Regions from separate parts of the Sus scrofa genome. Here region 1 is linked to region 2. A link is a contact called in public HiChIP or PLAC-seq data. All regions are on one chromosome and are shown on one strand. Each heading gives the region's core, a stretch centred on a gene start, on an enhancer-like site or on the middle of the called end of the contact. The rest is flanking DNA. Distances are from core to core; before and after follow the strand shown. Region 1 overlaps PPM1H (protein phosphatase 1H). Region 2 overlaps PPM1H (protein phosphatase 1H).

Region 1 (3,181 bases), core at 658-3,157, 93 kb after region 2:
TTGTCACACACTCTATATGCCCATTTCAGGTTGGCTCCACATCTCCCCATCAGGGAGGACAGACTCTCCCCAGGCTAGAGGGTCCCCAGTTTGGCAAGGAAGGAAAGTCGGTAAACAGCCATGTCCCCCGCAGAGAACTGGAAATAACCAGGGGACACCGTTAGCCATCACCTCAGCACGTATGGCAGAAAGGAAGACATCCTGCAAGGAACTTTCTGCCTATGGCCTCCCAAAAAGTAACTCGGAATCAGTGTACAAGTTTTTATTTCAACAAGACAAATTCAGCTAAGTCCTTGTTATATGGCAATTTATGCAAAAAAAAAAAAAAAAAAAAGACTCCATAATGTAACTGAACAAGAGAACAATCTATGTTCCCAGAAAACTTACACAACAGAATTGTATTACCAGACCACTGCAGCTCTGGAAACTACAAGCAGATTTGTTCCCCAGCTGTTCGTAGGTATTGGCACAGTGAGGTCTCAGCATTATCCGACTGTTCCCACCTGGCACTGTCAGAACCCATTAGCCCGTGAATGATACATGAACAAGGAACACTGACTGTGTCCTTTACAATGCCTATAATTTGCACTCACATTTCAAACAGATATGACTTCAGACTCATACCAAGCATACAATAGAGGTGGGCATAGTGAAAGGATGATCGCGGCAGAGGGAACGGTGGGAAATGTGTTCAGGAGAGGAGCACAGCTAAATTCACATCCCAAAGAAAGGCATATGGATAAAACTGTTAATGGAGAGGGTCCCTTTTCTGAGGACCAAAGGGAACATAGGTAGAAATTCTGAAAAAGGACCACAAAGAAGAAGTCTCCAGAAGTTAAGAGGTGCAAGAGTGCATGGACTAGAGAGTGAGCAGCAGCAATGACTGTGCTGATGAGGATGCAGAAGATGAGCAAAATTTTTAGGCGACCCCTTGAACCTAAAGAGTCACTGGTGACCTCAGGCAAGCATCCTCCTGAGGAGCAATGAAGCGGAAGCAGTGTGCAGAGACCACCCACGGTGGCTCATGGACCTCCTACTCTCCCCGCCTCCTCCCTCACACCTGCTCTCCTCTCCAGCCCCTCCACTGGCTAACCGACTTCTTTAAGGTTCAGCTCCTGCCTCCCCCGATGGGGAAAGCCTTCTTGCCCTGGGCTCTGTGCTGCCCACAATGCCCTGTGCTGTTCAGTGGGATGGGTCTCCCACTAGACAACCCAGGGGAAGTGGCCTCTCTAATCTGTCTTTGTGCCCCTGGCACCCTGAGGTTCTTGGCACACAGTAGACATTCCGTTTGTCTTTTGATGAGGGAGGAAATAAAGGGGTTACAAAAAGAGAGCAATTGCGTGTCTAGTAACCTGAAGGAGTGATGCCGACTAGAAGAGGGGATATGCTGTTTGACTTGATAGCAATGACCTTTGGGCAAAGGAGGGGGCAATGAGGAGACTCAAGATGCTGGGAGTACAGATGGAGGAATGGAAGTCACATGAGCATAAGTGGCAGGGTGCAAGGGTGCTAACTTCCAGCGGAATATTTCTCCATCTAAGAGAGCAGGGAATAAAAATGTTACAGAGGTCCCAAGGTGGCCTGGAAGAGGCGCTGGTGCTAAACAGAGATCCCATTAGGTGGGAAGGTGAGGCCCTCCGCCAACACACAGGAGGGTAGGCATGGGATTGACACTGGAGGGAAAAAGACAAGGTCTGGAAAGGCACTGGGCCGCCTGATGAGGAATCAACCAGAAATGAGTTGGTAACGGAGACAACATAACCTCTGCACTCTTCCTTCAAATATCCAATCAGTCCCACCCAGGCCAATCCTTCTTTCGGCTTTTCTCTTAAATCTATCCTTCCTTTCCAATTGAGAACTCTTCTTCGTTTCTGCAATTAGTGTCATGACTAGACCATGATGATGGTGTAATGTGGTATTTCCTTAACTGTGTTCCTCAAAATGTTAGTATGTGCACTTAACCAAAAAAGGCAAGTAAATGGATTTCATAGTCAGGTAAGTTTAGGAAGCAACACACTAGCCCTCGGCTTGGAGTTTCAAAATTCTCCACAGTAAATTAAAAAGCTCTGAGGAATTCTACTTTGGATTGCCAAGGTGGGGACGGGGGGAGGTAGGGAGTGGGATGGACTGGGAGTTTTGGGTTAGCAGATGCAAACTATTGCATTTGGAGTGGATAAGCAATGAGATCCTGCTGAATGGCACAGGGAACTACATCTAGTCACTTGTGATGGAACATGACGAAGGATAATGTGAGAAAAAGAATGTGTATGTATGTATAACTGGGTCACTTTGCTGTACAGCATAACAGAACATTGTAAATCAACTATAATAAAAAAGTTAAGGGAGTTCCCGTCGTGGCTCAGTGGTTAACGAATCTGACTAGGAACCATGAGGTTGAGCGTTCAGTCCCTGCCCTTGCTCAGTGGGTTAACCATCTGGTGTTGCCGTGAGCTGTGGTGTAGGCTGCAGACGCGGCTCGGGATCCCGCGTTGCTGTGGCTCTGGCTAGGCTGGCAGCTACAGCTCCGATTTGACCCCTAGCCTGGGAACCTCCATATGCCGCGGGAGTGGCCCAAGAAATGGCAAAAAGACAAAAATAAATAAATAAATAAATAAAATAAAAAAGTTAAAAAGGGGGGAAAAAAGCTCTAAGGAATCCTACAAAGCAATCTATTTAACGTTGGCTACAAGCCACCACCATGCACTAGTCAGGATAGGCTAGGATATGCTTTGTAACAAACACCCCTCAAATCTTGGTAGCATGGCACAACAGATATTGACCATTGTAGACCTGAACATTCTACAGGGTCATATACCTGCTACGGGAGTTCAGTGGACTGGGGTTCCACCATCCTGTAGCTGCACCATCTGAAATACACAGCCTTCTCATTCCTGAAAAAGAGGACGATGACATTGGGAGGTCTTTCAGCCACAATTAAATGCTTCAGCCTGGAAGTGACATTTGACTTCTGTTCACAACACACTGGCCAGAAATAGTCACACAGCAGCACCTAGCTGAAAAGGGAGCAGAGAAGTCTAAGCCTCCCACGTGTCCCGACAAGAAGGAATCAGAGAGAAGGAGAAGCACTCACTATCTCTAATGCACACTTCTTTCCAATAGGCCCCCCCAGTCTGCTAGTTTCACACCTAGCAGCCGGCCAACTGCCTTCTCTTCTTTCATC
Region 2 (3,299 bases), core at 551-3,050:
TAACATTCATAAAACTGGACACCCAAAGGACAGTTAACTATACTGTGTAAGAATCTGTAAATAGTAAAAAAATAGAATGTGCAGCATTTTGTCCAGCATATAAGAGAAACAATCTAAAGCAACTATAATTACTTACACTCACTGTTCAATGGCGCAGTGGCGGGGCGTGGGCACCATGAACAGGCAAGGAGCAGTAAGGACCAACCCCCCGACCAGGAAACCAAGCTGTACACTTCAGCCCCTGCCTTTCAACCCTGCCAGGAGGATGCTCACTGTCCTCCACTGTGCGACTCCACTCACTTCCCTTCTACTTACTTCCCTTTCCCTGTGGAAAGTCTACGTTCAAAGGATACCTACAGAGTACCTATTGTATTAAATCCTCACCCCACCACCATAACATGGGCGTCCTTACCCCATTTTATCTTGATATAGAAGAATCAAGTAACTCTAAGTGGTAATACCAGGACTTGAACCCCATTCTTCAGGTTCCAAGTTACAGAATCCCAATTTCCTAATACATGCAACTTTGTGTAATTAATCTCCCTAGCTTCTGTGACTCTTTAGCACCACGGCACTATTTTATTTTGTGTGTTGCTTATTAGCAATTGTGTACACATCCTAGGCCACTGGCGGACTGTTCCAAATTCTTGGCAGTGGCCACACGTTACTCTCTGTAGACATCAGAAAATGTTGTTGAGCTATCAGTTCAGGATAACAAAGCTCTACACCTGGAAAATCAAACTCTTCCAGTTTAGAATAACATGTTCTTGACATAATTTCAAATTTTCATTTACCAAAAAAAAAAAAGTCTTATATGTAATTTACAACACACCACACACCAAACACACACACACACACACACACACACACACACACACACACACACACACTCCTATCCCTTTTCAGGAATACATCTGCAACCAGACAAAGATTCCAGAAGGTAACAAATTGGAAATTTAAAAGTCAAAGTTTCTTTTTTACAATTTCTCTATAGTAGGCTCAAAGTTATATGCTCCTTTCTCTAAGGTTCTAGAAACTGCTTTTTAATCACATTGCTTATTATCTTTTTCGTATTTTCATGATCATCTCCTGTGCCAGAACTTAAAACAAGAAGTCCTAAATGGAAAGGGCTCCTTGGGCCTTTTAACAGGAATACACCTGCTCCAAACAGAAATGTATCCATCAAACAAGTAGCTAAAGTAAGTTTTGAGACAAGTAGTGTGTGTCCACGCAGCTTCAGGTGTAATAACGCCAGCTCAGCTAAGCAAGGATGTCAAAAATCTGTAGCATCAGTTCAGCCCCCTTGAAGCAGAGGCCATATTGCCTGCCCCTCAGCTCTGGGGGACCCAGAGGCAAGAGAGCAGACATGAGCCATCTGGAAGGCACTGAGCAGCCCCTCCTACAGCATGCTGACCAAGAAGGGGAGATTCCAGAGAAAAACTCCAGTGTTCCCTGTGCAGCCCGACAGAAGTGTTTAGATGTAAGGCAGGAAATACAAAGAAAACTAAAAAAATGGGGTCTGACACATTTGTACCTGCCCGAGGAAACCAGGCTTTGCATCCTTACCCCCACTGCACAAGCTGTAACAATTTGCAAACCCCCTTGTTGCTCTCCCTCTGGGATGAGCACTTCCCAAAAGAGAGCATGCAAAAGTAGAGAGGGAGCTTCAAATGCTCAGTCAGCAAGTTAGAGGAAAATTGGAATCAGAAATTCTCTTGTCTTTTTCCACCTAACATAGAAGAAGAAATTAAGCGTGGCTAGGATTTCTCACACAGCCTGACACGGGCGCCCTCGTGTGGTCAGCACGTCTCGACAGCCATGGAGCACTGGTGTTTATTGTGACCTATTGCTGGGGACACGGGCCCACAATAGGTGGTCTTCCACATGACACCATGAAGTTTTAAACTAATTACCCCTCACTAACTAGACCACAGCTTTTAAAAACAACTCCTGCAAAAAAAATTACTGATAGAAAACGAGCAAATAAGATGTCACGGCTAGCACGTCCTACCCCAAGCCATGACAACTAGCCCTATCTGACAATAATAATAATCATTCCAGCCCAAAGTATCTGAAGTGATCAAGGAGACAGCTGAACTATGGATTTATGTTCGCTTTTTTATTTGTTAAAAAGCCACACTCGCGGCATATACGACGTTCCCAGGTTAGGGGTTGAATCTGAGTTACAGCTGCTGGCCTACACCATGGCCACAGCAAGGTGGAATCCGAGGCACATCTGTGACCTACACCACAGCTCACGACAATGCCGGGTCCTTAACCCACTGAGCGAGGCCAGGGATCGAACCCACATCTTCATGGATGCTAGTCGGGTTTGTTTCTGCTGCACCACAACTCCATGTTCGCTTTTGTTGGTGACACATTGTGTCTTGAAATATGAGTTAATGGAAACAGGAGTCTCTGCTCTTAGCAAGACAGTAAATGGGTTGATGTGTGAAAAACACTCAGAACAATGCCTGGCATATAATAAACACCATGTAATTGTTAGTCCTTATTATTTTAAAATGTTGCCTTTTTATCTTTATTGCCTTTAAATTATTTTAAAACTATTTAATGTATTGTTATAACTATTAAATATATACTAAATGGATATTCAGTGGTATGGTTATATATCAACAAATGAACACATATATTGGGGGTACATACTAAAATTATTGCCTTGAACTGATGGTTTGGAGACTGCAACTTGAAATAGCTGTCCTGCGATGGGGGGAAACAGTGACCCCCCCCACTGGGCTGCCTTCCCCGAAGACACATTTGACCTTCCACTTCCCTTCCCTGCCCCAACCCGTCAGGGTATTCGAGTAACCTGAGGAGGGTCTTTATCGACAACATGAAAGGAGTATCACAAAGGCGGAACCCCCACTTGGACTGAAGTCCCTTGGTCGATAAAAAGCTCAGTATGAGCATGGAATGCACTTGCCCCCCTCCGCTCTTGCCAAAGAAACGAGATTATGGATTTGCCACTGGGGAAACAGAGCGCCGACACATGTCCCTTGGATCCCCGCTTGTAAGCTGTGGTATGGCTCGTGTTCCATCAAGTTTCTGGCCAGGTTTCAAGGTATTGCATGAGGATGATAATGCAGAATTAGAAAATCTGTTTTAGGCCTTTCCCCCACAGAGCTTGCAATCACCAGTTCTTCATCCAATCTCAGGGCGGCACAGTAAGAGGAGGAAGAATAAATAAGTGGATGACGAAGCCGAGGTGTTGGGGAAGCTTGAGGAACTACGTGACGAGTCCTTCCCAGGCCCACATTCTACTGCTGTCCACTTGGACTCAT

What was found. HiChIP or PLAC-seq counts read pairs in DNA pulled down with a chosen protein or histone mark.
Region 1: a contact with region 2 is called in an H3K27ac HiChIP or PLAC-seq map of alveolar macrophages. The contact joins two enhancer-like sites.

The regions. Positions count from the first base shown.
Region 1 is chr5:27,548,139-27,551,319 of Sscrofa11.1, forward strand. All of the region lies in intron 1 of PPM1H (protein phosphatase 1H), which reads right to left. Among named protein-coding and RNA genes, the nearest start is that of PPM1H, 23 kb to the right of the region's middle. Within about 2 kb of position 1,908, at least 2 of the 83 cell types and tissues checked have an H3K27ac peak or open chromatin away from gene starts, as enhancers often do. A contact at or near this core is called in alveolar macrophages, where this site is marked.
Region 2 is chr5:27,455,266-27,458,564 of Sscrofa11.1, forward strand. All of the region lies in intron 2 of PPM1H (protein phosphatase 1H), which reads right to left. Among named protein-coding and RNA genes, the nearest start is that of PPM1H, 120 kb to the right of the region's middle. Within about 2 kb of position 1,801, at least 2 of the 83 cell types and tissues checked have an H3K27ac peak or open chromatin away from gene starts, as enhancers often do. A contact at or near this core is called in alveolar macrophages, where this site is marked.